2 separate regions of the Mus musculus genome follow, and region 1 is linked to region 2. The links are chromatin contacts, called in public promoter capture Hi-C maps. All regions are on one chromosome and are shown on one strand. Each heading gives the region's core, a stretch centred on a gene start, on an enhancer-like site or on the middle of the called end of the contact. The rest is flanking DNA. Distances are from core to core; before and after follow the strand shown. Region 1 holds the start of Nova2 (NOVA alternative splicing regulator 2). Region 2 holds the start of Pnmal2 (PNMA-like 2).

What was found. Promoter capture Hi-C pulls out the DNA fragments that hold promoters and counts their contacts.
Region 1: a promoter capture Hi-C map of second pharyngeal arch cranial neural crest shows a contact between it and region 2. The contact joins the promoter of Nova2 here to the promoter of Pnmal2 in region 2. A contact is called at or near these places in 10 of 39 promoter capture datasets (the HPC-7 cell line, cranial neural crest, embryonic stem cells and 6 more), 1 of 15 datasets of contacts at CTCF or cohesin (stem cell-derived epiblast-like cells), 1 of 484 Hi-C or Micro-C datasets (embryonic stem cells), 12 of 115 datasets of contacts at active chromatin or transcription factors (astrocytes, embryonic forebrain, embryonic hindbrain and 5 more) and 1 of 9 other capture datasets (embryonic stem cells).

Annotation. Positions count from the first base shown.
Region 1 is chr7:18,922,521-18,928,615 of GRCm38.p6, forward strand. It overlaps Nova2 (NOVA alternative splicing regulator 2), which reads left to right and starts at 3,368. Exons shown (of 4, transcript NM_001029877.3): 1 at 3,368-3,644. The coding sequence starts at 3,560.
Region 2 is chr7:16,942,322-16,948,598 of GRCm38.p6, forward strand. It overlaps Pnmal2 (PNMA-like 2), which reads left to right and starts at 2,361. Exons shown (of 1, transcript NM_001099636.2): 1 at 2,361-6,277. The coding sequence starts at 2,772. The coding sequence ends at 4,757.

The sequences.
Region 1 (6,095 bases), core at 2,118-4,617, 2.0 Mb after region 2:
GCATGGATGGGGGATGGGAAGTGGGAGGTCAAAAGACAACCTGCAGTAGCCACTCCTATAATGTGGGTCCCAGGGATCAAATCCAGGTCCTTAAGCAGGCTGGCAAGTGATGAGCCCTCTCAGCAGCCCCAGCACGGACTTCTTGCCACCGAATTACAGTTTGATCCTTTACAGTTAAGCATAGATGGGACATTTTCTGAATTAATAAGACACAGAGAGGGTAAGGTTATAGCCAAGTCACCCAGCATGTCAATGACAGACTCAGGCTCCCGTGTGTCCAGTTTGAAGCCCACCTGTGTACCAATGAACTCCTGCATACAGCAGGTTGAAGACGTCCTTCTCCAGCATGGTGTGGGTCTCCAGTGGCCCTGGTCCCTGGACCCTGTCCAGATTGGGTAACCATCCCCCCGAAAGCACTGGGGTGGCACAGATGAAGGGAGAGGGTGCAGCCCCCTCCACCTACCTCTGATTGGGGCCTTACAATCCCCCAGGATTTGGTGCTTGGAAAGCTGACGTTGGGTTGCTATGGTGATGGGTTTGGGGCGGTTGCCATGACAGCAGAACTAGCCTTGGTTTAAAAATATCTAGGAGGAGGTTTGTGTTTGTGTGAGTGTGAGTGCCCGACCAACCATGCTGTTTTGTGTGGGTCCAAACAGGAGTGTTTGGGAGGGCTGGGTGGGACTGGCACTGCAGGCATGACTTGGGGAAAGGGGTGGGGGCATCTCAACACACAGCAACCCAAGTGTGCTGTGTGCACTTGTCGGTGAGTGGTCCTTGAGGTCCACTCATTGTGTATGCCAGACTTTGCTTGTCCTGTATCCAGATGTGCACAGCACCCAGCTTGTTAGGCTATAGCGAAAGCCACTCAGTTTAGACTCCCCATGGCACTGACACGTATACCTTATGTAAGCGAGGTTGTATGTTTCTTGTTGCTTTAATCACGTATGTTTAACTTCTGGGGTGGAGGTTTGGGGGAACAAATTTGGAACAGTGAGTCTGAATACGCCTACATGGGACATATTTGGATATTAGATGTCCCTGCTTTGATATTAAATACACGTCTATCTATTTGTGCGTGGGAGCTTGTGCTGTGGCTTTGGTCTGAATGACTGAATGTGCATTATAGGTGTATGTGTGCGCGCGTGTGTACAGATGTGTTTCGGTAGTCCTCTCCTGTCAGTCTTTCTGAATCAGTATGAAACATGTGCCCTGTGTGACTGAGTACGTATTTTAGTGAAGAACTTCACATTCAATTCTGCAGATGTTGGGAGATGGCATCTGTGCAGTGTGGGTCTGTGAGATTCTAAGGTCCTAAGGTGTGGATCTCAGCCCAACCTCAGTATTTCCCTGCATCCCCTCTTGCCTCTTCTCCGTCTCCATGGCAACCAGCTCCTCAGCTCCCTCCAGGAAGATAGAGGGGGAGGATCCAGTCTGCAGTGGACCACAACCCCCTCCCATCCCCCTTGGCTGAAGTGACAATGGGGGGAGGGGACAGATGGGCGTCCACCTCATCCACCCCAGGCCATCTGCTGCCTCTACTGTCCTGGAGACCTGAGAGCATAGCATGGGAGGGGCAGGTGGGGTGGAGGAGATCCCAGTGCCACAGACTTCCCCCACCCCCAGCTGCCACAGTTACCCCTTCGTGGACCCCTCTGGGGCTAAACTTGCCTCTGACCAAGCTAGAAAGGAAGGAAGCCTTGGGGACCAGAAATCCAGGGAGCAGAAAACGCATATATCTGAGAACACAGAATATTGGCAACAACCCACTCCGAGAAGAACCTCCTATGGCTTCAGGCTCTGGAATTAGACTTGTCCTCTGTCCAAATCCCAGTTTTCTCTCTGTCTAGCCGTGTGCCCTTGGAAAAGCCTCTCTGCAGCCTCCATTCTGTCATCTGAAAAATCAAAATCTTCTAACGAGTGACCAGAATGATAATACTTACTCTACAAAGCACTAAGGCCGTTTTGTTCTGTGCTGTGTCCCAGGGTCTAGGGCAGTATCTGTCACTCAGTGGGTGGGCCGTCAGTACCGTTGATAGGACCTAGCGCCAGTCAGGCTTCTGTGGCAGTTACTTGCTGTAACTTGATTTCAGTCGCAGGAGCCCGACAGCAGTCTTAGGTCCACTCTTCATGGAGAGATGGACCATCCAAAGGGGGAATTTCCTTGCTGACAGTCAGATGACATGAAGGTACATTTCTCATTTGACCCCTACCCATTGTTTCCTCTTCTTTTCTCTTTTGTTTGTTTTGTTTCTTGTTGATTTGGTTGTTTGTTTTTTTTTAAACAAAGGGTCTTACATTGTAGCCCAGCTTATCCTTAGATTCAAGGCAATTCTGCCTCATACTGTCAAGTAGTGGGATACATGAGTGAGCGCCAAGCTTGGCTGCTTCGGCTTCCTAAGACTCAGTGTCCTCATCTGTAAGACAGAATACTAAAAGTATATCCTATCGTTTTTCCCCGGTGGGATTCAAGTAAGAATCTCTTAGAACCACTCCTGGCACATGGCAAGTGCACAAGTGATGCTCATTAGGAGCAAAAGGTAGCTAGAGATGCCATGCACATCCCTCTAATCCCAGCGCTTGGGGGGCCAGGGAATGGAAACAGCAGAATCAGGAGGTCAAAGCTAGCCTGAGCTACATAGTGAGTTCAAAGCCAGCTTGGGCTATATTACACTCTGTCCAGCCACGCCCCTCCGCAAATAAAAGGGTGAAGGGTAAGGAAGGAAGGCGTGGAGGAGCCTCGCGGTCCTTATTATACCCTGCAGGGGGGGGTAGTCAGGTCTGTAGCGTCCAAGCGTGATGGGCGTGGCCCAGGCTTCAAGGATGGACCAATGGGGGCGCAGAAGGGCGTGGCCTTGACTGCCATGGGCGTGACCTTGCGCGGGTGGGAGGGGCCAGGACGCTGTAGGAGCCTAGCTGAGAAGATGCTCGGGCCAGCAACCACCACCAGCAGCCCGGTCTCTGCTGCTGCCCTCGCCCGCCGCCCCCCGGGCCCCCACTAGCGACCGCCTCCGCTTCTTATCTCCGGCCCCCCGCCCTGAGCAGGGCCTTGGGAGGGGGGCTCGGCCCCTCGCATCTGTGGGGAGCCCTCAAGAAAGGGTACAGAGAGGGTGTCCTGTCTACACCTCTGCACCCCACTGGCTCAGTGACCGGCTTCGGTGATCTTTGAGAGACCAGGACCCCACCCCTCAGTTCTCCATCCCAGACCACCCCCCATACCCTCTCCACCCTGCTCCCCTCCGTCCTCCAGCTCTGTCAGCGCTTCCCCCCCCCAGCCCCCTCCCGCTTCCCTCCCCGCCGCTCCCCTCCCCCTTCCTCGCCGCCCCCTCCCCTCCCCCTCCCTCCCCTCCCCCTCCTCCGCCCCCCCACCATGAGGATGATGGCCGCCGGCGCGGTGCACGGCCTCTTCACGGCCTCCGCGGCCCCGCAGCCGCCGCCGCCCCCGCCGCCGCCGCCGCCGCCGCAGCCCCAGCCTCCCCAGCAGCCGTCGCCGCCGCCACAGCAGCCGCCGCCGCCGCCGCAGCCGCCGCAGCAGCAGCAGCCGCCGCCCCAGGCCCCCCCCATGGAGCCCGAGGCCCCGGATTCCCGCAAGAGACCCCTCGAGACGCCCCCCGAGGTGGTCTGCACCAAGCGCAGCAACACGGGAGGTGAGGCAAAGCTGAGGGACCGCGGCGTGGGGCGTGGGGGGGGATCGCGCGCCGAAGGGGGCATCGCCGTCCTCCATCATCCCCCCCCATCCCTGGCTGGCAGGTGCAAGTGCTTCAGGGAGGGGAGGGGCACCCCTCCGCGAGGAGATGGGGACCCGGACGGACCCCTTTCTCTTGTCGCCGAGGCCCCGGGGGCTGAGAGCTTTGTCTGCGACGAAAGGGGCTGGGGGGGAGGGGGTGGTAAGTGTCCTTGTGGTGTATGAGGGAACCAAGGATGAGGGGCGTGGGTCCCTTCTGGGCCAGTGTGTCCTTGAGGGGTGTGTGATGTGACCCTTTCGGGGCAGGGGTGTTCCCTCGGGCTTGCGTGTCCCGGTTGGGGGAGGGGAAGGAGTAGAGTCAGGCCTGTGGACCGAGAGCTTCTGAGCCTCACTCCCTGGGGATGTCCTGAACAAGGGTTGTCCCGGAAAGGGGCGGGTGTGGACAGTATGCAGGACCGTGCATGGAGACAGACTGGGTGGGTGTGTTGGGTGACATGGAAGAAAGGGTGGGTGTGTAAAACTGGAGGGGAAAGAGATGGAAGGCTAGGACAGGTGTGTATCCGTGGTGGGTCGTGTAGGGCCTGGATATGTGACATTAAGGGACCATGGATGTGACGGGGTAGGGGTGTGTGAGTATGTGTGTAAAAGAGAGCCGGATGTGAGGTCCTCCAAGGGAAGGTGCTTACCAGCCCGGAGGGGGCTCTTGTCCTGTGACACACCAGTGAGAGGGGGTGTGTAACATGCAGGGGGGTGTGTAGGGAGGCAGAAAGGATGGACTCTGGGTGTGAACCGTGAGAACATTCGTGGACCGGGAAAAGGGGTTCTGTGTGGGGGATACCGCTGTGTATAGGGTGGAGTGGGACCAGTAGAAGCTGGTGCTAGGATGTGACATGGAAAAGGGTGTAGGTGTGACTCTAGAGAGGCTGGGTGTGACACATGGAGGTGTGCAATAGTGACATCAGAGGGGGGTGTGTAACTGGGGGGGATGGGGGGATGAAAAGGGAGAGCTGGGGCTTGTGGTTCAGTGAAACCCATGGAGGGTGTGTTCCCAAGGAAATCGGGGGGAAAAATGGAGTTCCAAGCGACTGGGGACATATGCTTAAAACACCCTGGAGCTTGGAGTTGTGTGACACCCAAAACTGTGTAGATGTGTATAAGACAGAGAGCTCTGTGTAGAATAACTGGGTGTGTCACGCTAGAGATGTGGGGGAGATGCAGGGTGTACAAGAGCAGAGGACATGGGTGTGTGCACACGTGTATGAGGCAGCTCAGTGTTAGACGCCTCGGAGATGTGTCAGCTGCACAAAACGGGCCCTCTACGTGTGCCATCCGGGAGAGGTGTGCACAGCAGAGAAACACAAGCCAAGCACAGGACTCCACTTACTATCCTCGATGTTAGGGAACAAGTAGGGCATGGGAGAAGAGGGATCCTCAGGGCGCTTCGGATCTCTGATAAGAAGACCCAAAAATATAATATACAGATTGATTCTCCCTCATGAGTGCCCTGTTCAAAATCCCCTCCTAATCTTGTTCTTGTCTTCAACAAACAGTATAATATCCTCCAGCCTGGCTTAGGTGCCCACTTCCCACCCAGGCATATGCACAGGCTCCCACTTCTTGCTCTCACCCCCTCACCTCAAGCCAGGTGGGACAGGATCCCAAGTTCCTTTGGATCCATGGGAGGGTGCTCAGCAGAAATTGAAGGAAAGGGAAGTTGGGGGAGGGGTGGAAGAGAATTTCCTGCCTATCTTCCTGCACCCACCCCCAACACACGTATGAAAATGTCCAAAGCCGACTTCCTTTCTTCCTTCCTGCCCTGCTGCAGTTGCCAGTCCCAGTAAGGCTCAGGGACCCAGATTTGGCTAGGCGGCACATTACAGCAAGCAGCTGCTAAAGAAGGCCCCTTCAAGTGCTGCCCTGTGGTGCCTACTGCCATCAGGCAGGCTCCAAGATCTGGGTGAATTTCCCAACACAACCCTCAGAAGACATTATTTGAGGTGCGTTTTTACCGGTGAGGGAAACTGAGGCTCTGCAAGATAAAACATCTTGTCCAAGGTCGAAGGCTCCTAAGTGGCAGGTCCAGAATTTATTGAACCCTGGACTGGCTGGCCCACTGGGATTTCAATGCTTCCTTCTACATTGCTGAAACTAAGGGACCATGACTGCAGACCCTTCCTCACCTCCAAACCAAGTATGAGGAAGCAGGCCAGGAGATACAAAAGGGCAGTCCTCAATTGAGAGGGATAGTCTGGGGCAAGGCAAGCGGTAATGACTTTGATCTCGAATTTTCTGGTTCCTTTCAATGGGGGACGGTGGTGGCTGTGGGACACTTGATCCACCCCTGCCCCTTTCCAAGCTTCTGTGTCCCCTACTTCCCAATACAGACATGACGATAACTACATTGATAATGTCA
Region 2 (6,277 bases), core at 1,111-3,610:
GACAGGGTTTCTCTCTGTAGTCCTGACTGTCCTGGAACTCACTCTGTCGACCAGACAGGCCTTGAACTCAGAAATCTGCCTGCCTCTGCCTCTCAAGTGCTGGAATTAAAAGCGTGCGCCACCACACCCGGCTGGTTCTTTTAACTACACAGTTTAAATTTTATTTACTACTATTGTTAGTGTGTGTTCATGAGAGTTCATGAGTGGCTGCTGTATGTACGTGTGGGTTAGAGGAATTGAACCTGGGTCCTCAGGTGTGGCAGTCGGCCCTTTACCTGCTGAGCCATCTCCCATGTCCTCAGTCATATGTAAAGATGGGTTAGTTCATTATATGGTGTTCATTTCCATGTGAGCTTTCCCTACAGCTGTCCACAGCAGATGTAAAAACGTATGTGATTTAGGTTTTTCATCTTGTCCTGTGGATCCACTCTAGTGCCTCCATGTTCACACACACATACACACACACACACACACACACACACACACACACACACACACAGTGAAAGAAACAAAAAAAATTTTTTTTGGAACCCAAGTCGATCTGGAGATAATGTAAGCTTTGGGGTTAGATAAGATATTCAGAAAATTCACTTTGGCTTTGTATTAATTAATGATGGTTGCTGTAAAATGCCACATCACACAGGCATTTTGCATTTGAGGCTAGCATGGCGTTTCTGTCTGAGGGACATGAGCAGGGGAAATGGAGAACAGGTAAGCAGTTTGCACAGTGCCCGGTTGCCATGGGAACTGTGCCATCAACCTTTTTTTTTTTTTTTTCTTTACTGACAAAGCAAATAACAAAGCCAGAGGATGGGGGGAACCCAAGGTGGTTTTGTTCTGTTCGTGTTTATTATTTAACAAATGCTTATGTAACCTCAGGCCTGATAAACAGCACACACAGCCGTTGTTCAAGGAGAGGCAACTAAGCCAGCTTCTCTCCCCTCACTCTCATGGGCTGGGGTCTCCAGGAGACCCTTAGGAAAAGGAACAATGGCTGTCACCATTTCACAGAGAAGCAAACAGATCAGGGAAAGTTCTAGAAGATTCTCGAAGTTGCTGCTGAGAAAGCAATAAGGATAGAATATAAATCCAACAGATAGTCTATTCAACTCATAGAGGGAGGGACAGGCAGCTCAAGGGCCTTTAAAGCAATGGACCATGGGTATGGTGGTAGGTGAGAGCTGACCTAAAAGTTGTCCTCTGACCTCCATACATATGCTGTGCACAGGCATGCCCCACCGCACATGCATCGTACATATGCACACACACACACACACACAAATCATAAATAAAACAAAAATTTCAAAATAAAAAATTTGGAATATCTGGGTACAGTGGCTCACACCTATGATCCCAGCATTCTGAGGCAGGAGGATTACCAGGACTTTGAGGCTAGCCTGGGCTACATAGTGATATCCTGTTTCAAAAACCAAACCCCAAAAGGATCCAGGTGTGCTAGCATACAACGTCAATCCAGCATTCAGCAAGCAAAGGCAGAAGGCAGAGGGCAGAGGGCAGAGGCAGAGGCTGACAGATCTCTATGAGTTTGTGGCTAACCTGAGCTACACAGTTCTAGGCTAAACTGGCCTACAAAGTGAGATCCCGTTTCAGAAGCAGAATATAGGGACATCCATGAGTGAAGCTGGTCTCCATGAGTCTGGTACCCACATACTGAGTACCACACACCCGAAATGATACCCCTTGGCTCATAAAGGACAGCTGACCGGGGCGTTTCTGCTTGCTATTGAGGATACGGTAAAACATAGAGCCCGTGTGAGGTTACACCTCCAAAGGACAGTTTGATTTGGGGCTTTATTAATCAGAGGTCTATCTGTCCCGCAGGAATGAGGATGTAGTTCGGTTGGTAGAGTGCTTACGCAGCATGCAGAAAACCCTGGCCCCGAGCCCCAGAGACGTATTAATAAAACAGCGCAGGCTAGACACCACTGAGGCCTGTAATCGCAGGAGGGCGGAAGCAGGAGAATCAGAAGTTCAAGGTCATCCTTGGCTACATGGCAAGTTCAAGGCTAGCCTGGCCTTGCTTCAAAAAACAAAGCCAGAATAAATGACCCTGGTGGAAGCCTCTATTCTTTCCAAGGAGGTGTCTGTCTATCCCTTGAAGTGAGACTGATCACCTTCAGTGGTTTTCACAGTGACTTTGTCTTCCTTCTTGGCTCACTAGTCCCTAAACCCTCCTTCCCACCTGGCCCTTTAAGAGCAGCTGCTGCGACCGTACCCGGGCAGACCCCAGCTGCAGCCTGCAGTGTTACTATGGAGACGGGGACTAGCAGGAGGGGGCGGAGAGGTGATTGGGTCCGCGCAGGCGCAGACCGAGGCTGCCGTTCCGCAGCGGCCCCGCTGAGCGTCTAGACCCGGGTACGCGCTTCACTCCAGACTCCGCGGGAGCACAGGCGAGCCGCTGCTCTCACTCACCCCCACGCCCACCAGGTGCGTTGATCGTCGCCCTCCTGTACTCCACCAGCGGTGTCCAGTCACCTAGGTTGTCAGGGACAAAGGGAAGGGAGGAGCAACCCGGGACAGCCCGGAGAAAGTACACGTAAGCCCCCTGCGGACCCTCGGATTGCCCCGGGGGAAGACCGTTGAGTCCGGCAAGCTAGCAGGTAGCTATAGCCTACAGCCCCAAACCCGGAGTCTGGACTCTCACCCTGCTGGTGGCCTTTCCAGAGTGGGATTGACCTAGCCTGTGTTCAGTAGCCCACCCCTTTCTCGGGCTCCCTCCCGCCTAAGATTAGCCTCCGCCGGGCAGCGCCATGACGATGAACCTTCTGCAAGATTGGTGTAAGGAGCTGGAAGTGGAGGTGCACAGGGCCCTCCTGATCACGGGCATCCCTGAGCGCCTGCAGCAGGCGGACATCGAAGCTACCCTGAGTCCGAACTTGCAGCCCCTGGGCAACTACAGGCTTCGGACTGTGAGAGCTGTAACCAAAGAGAAGTCTCAGGCAGCCCTTGTAGAATTTGGGGCAGACTTCGATCACTCTGCCATACCTATCCACATTAGGGGAGAGAATGGGATTTGGAAAATCCTGAGTAAGGACCGCGGGCAAGATGCGCGGGTCCTTAGGCAGATGAGGCGCCTGTTGCTGGATGAAAGGCCCATGGATGACTTCAGAGAAATAGCCATCCCTCTGGTATTGGAGGCCCAAGCCCAGGCCAAGGGATTAGGGAAGGAGGCCAAGAAGGCTGGCTCCTCTGAAGGGGCAGCTAGGAGCGGCCGTCGGGGCCGTCGGGGAGGCAAGCGCCGATCCAGAAGCCACAAGTTGACGGCTCAGAAGGGCCAGAAGAGGAGCCGGGGAGGGCGGCGAGCCAGGAGTGAGTCGGAAGACTCTTCTGATGACAGCCTGGGTATCGTCATAGAGGAGATCTACGCAGAGGACCTGAGCGTAGATGAAGACCAGAGGGCCCTGTATGCCACGCTCCAAGCAGCTGCCAAAGAGCTCACCAAGAAGTGGGCCTTTCGGGGTGACCAGGAAGAAGGAGATGGCCCCCGAGAATTCTTGGCACTTGTCACTGTCACCGACAAAGCTAAGAAGGAAGAGATAGAGAAAGACCTTCCTGGGACAGAGTCTATCTGCTTAAACATCAAAGACGAAAAGAGCGGGGTTCCTGATTTAGTCGCGCTACTGGCTGTGAGAGATACCCCCGCAGTGGAGGTAGAGACAGAGGTGGATGATGATGATGAAGATGACGAAGATGAAGATGATGAAGATGATGACGAAGATGAAGATGACGATGAAGATGATTCCGACAGCGAGTCTCTGGAAAATGGAGAGCACGGAAAGGAAGTGATGGATAGCCCCGAGTTTGTGGCTATTGTGGCTTATACAGACCCCGCTGACCCCTCTGCCAGAGAGGAAATGCTAAAAATAGCTTCTGTGATTGAGACCCTCGGCTGGGGCGACAAAAAAGACAAAAAAGATGTCCTTCCTCAAGTCCTGTCCGTCATGGCTAAGGACACCTCTGGGCCCAGGGTGAAGGTAGAGGAGGCAGGTCGTCAGGTGGACGCCATGGTCCTGAGGAAGGCAGAGGAAGATGGGAATCTTCTGGAATGTATTTCTACCTTGGCTGAGGCAGAGAACTGCCCTAAGGGAAAGAAGTCTGGGCTAGGTCTCCTCAGAGGCTGGACCGCTGAGGGCCACCAGGGTGGCCTATTGGAGCTGGTGGCACTCTTGGCTGCGCAAGATATGGTGGAAGCTGTGAGAGAAGAAGAAGCCAGCAGGTGGGGCAGTGGTGGAAGTGGTGGCCGGAAGTGTGACCATAGCCAAGGTGGTTTATCTGAGGTCCTGGCTTTCCTGGCCTCCCAGGAGAATCTAGAATCCAACGAGGAATCGGACGAGGATTCAGACACAGAGTCAGAGGGAGATTCCGAGGACACTGACAGCGAAGAGTCCGAACCTGGTGACAGCGTGTCCAAGAAGCCGCGCGCCAAGAGAGCGCGCACAGGCTCCAAAGGCCTCCCACCGGCCGGCGCCACCGCGGTCTCCACCGCATCCCGGGCACGCAAAGCCCGCAGGGGTGGCCGCGGTCGTGGCCGGGCTGTCACCCCAGAGAAGAAAACGGGGAGCGGGGTTTCAACCGAGGACCATGCGGGGAACAACAACAAGAAGAAGAAGGGATCCGCAGGAGCCGGGGCCCGTGCCAGGGCTGGCGAGGCCAAGGGACAGCCAGCTGCTGTTCCCAAGTCTACCCGCGGAAAGAAAGCACGCAGGGGCCCAAGGCGGGCGCCCAAATGCCGTTAGTGCCGCAGATGTCACTACAAGCCCTGTCTCTTGTGTGTGGACTTCCCTCCCTACTTTCCTCCTATTCTCTCTCCTCCCTGCAGCCCCCTCTCGCTTAACCGTGTGCATTTGCTTTGTGCGCTGCTGCGTCCCTGGCTGGCTATGGCCGGTGCCCAGCTTTCCCTCTCAGCTCTATGAACAGATGGCGATGGCGCGAGCGATCATTATGGCTGCAGCCTAGATATGACAAGGAAAAAGAGACCAGACACTCGGATGCAGTGGCCAGTGGGTGCGGAGGAGAAATGGGTCCGAAGACACTGAGGGGTCTCTGCTCTACCTCTGGAGCCCCCCTCCACGCCTCCCGCGTGAGTGTGTGTAGGTGCCTGGCATTCCTGCCTGCCCATCCTTCCAGACACCGGTTTCTGGCCGAACAGTTGGGATTTGCTGTGAGCCACCTCTGGCCCTGACTGGGCCTTAGGGAGAAGCAAGAGTGTTGGGCACTATGGGCATTAGGGGGTCTTGGAAGGGTTAAGGGCCGTGTGTGCGTGTGTGTGTTCGCGCGCATGTGTGCACGCGTGTGTGTGCATGCGTGTTCGCGCGCGTGTGTGTGCGTGTGTGTTGAGGGGAAAGTATTCCATAAATGAAAGTTTGTGAGGGCTGAGAACTGGAGGAGGAATAAAAATGGGAGGAGAGGAGGGGAATGCTGGGGGGCGGGGCTGGAGGAAGAGGGAGAAGAGGGGCAGGGAGGAAGAGGGAAGGAAGGGAAGGCGTTGGCATTAGCTTACTCTCCTGAGGCTCTGCAGGTGGGAAAGAGGGGAAGCCAACTCCCCCACCCCCACCCCCACCCCACCCTAGCCCTTGTCCACGGGTTGAATTGGTAATATACCCTGCCAAAATGTTCTGCTTTGGAAAACTTAGGTGAAATCCAGATTTCTGGGTTTCTAGGCAAGCCCTGCCCCCTCCTACTGTGACTCCCCAGCTGTCACTGGCCACTCCTCAGCTGTCTGCCCTTGTAACTCTTGACTTAATATAACAATGGAGTCCCTTGTTCACCCCTCTCCCCACTGTGTGCAGTATATACCCCAGATCTCCTTAAAGGGTCAAGTGTCCCTATCATGTAAGAAGCAGTTGCTGTGCCCCACCCTGGCCTCATTGGTCCCTAACTAAGCCTGACTGCTGCTGGCCAGGCTCCAGCCCTCAGCTGTCCCTGAGAGCAGCCGCCTCAGCTGTGTGTTTTCCTGTAGTGCTACGTGCCAGAAGCCCCGGCTGGGCTGCCCAGCTCCGTGTTTCCATGTGTAGATAATGCTTTGCCCTGCACAGCACTTTGAAACCCTCTTGTTCCCGCGTGTGCGAATGTGTGCGTGTGTGTGCGTGTGTTCAACTTTCTATCCCCAGGAAGTGACCGGTTCGTGGTACCTGGACCCTCTAGGATGGAACAGAAGTTCTGACCAGCCTCACACCCAGACCGTCCAGCTCCTCAGTGGGGACATACAGAAACTGCAAGGGGTTTCTGTACCTCTTTGTACTCAGAGGCAGCCCCT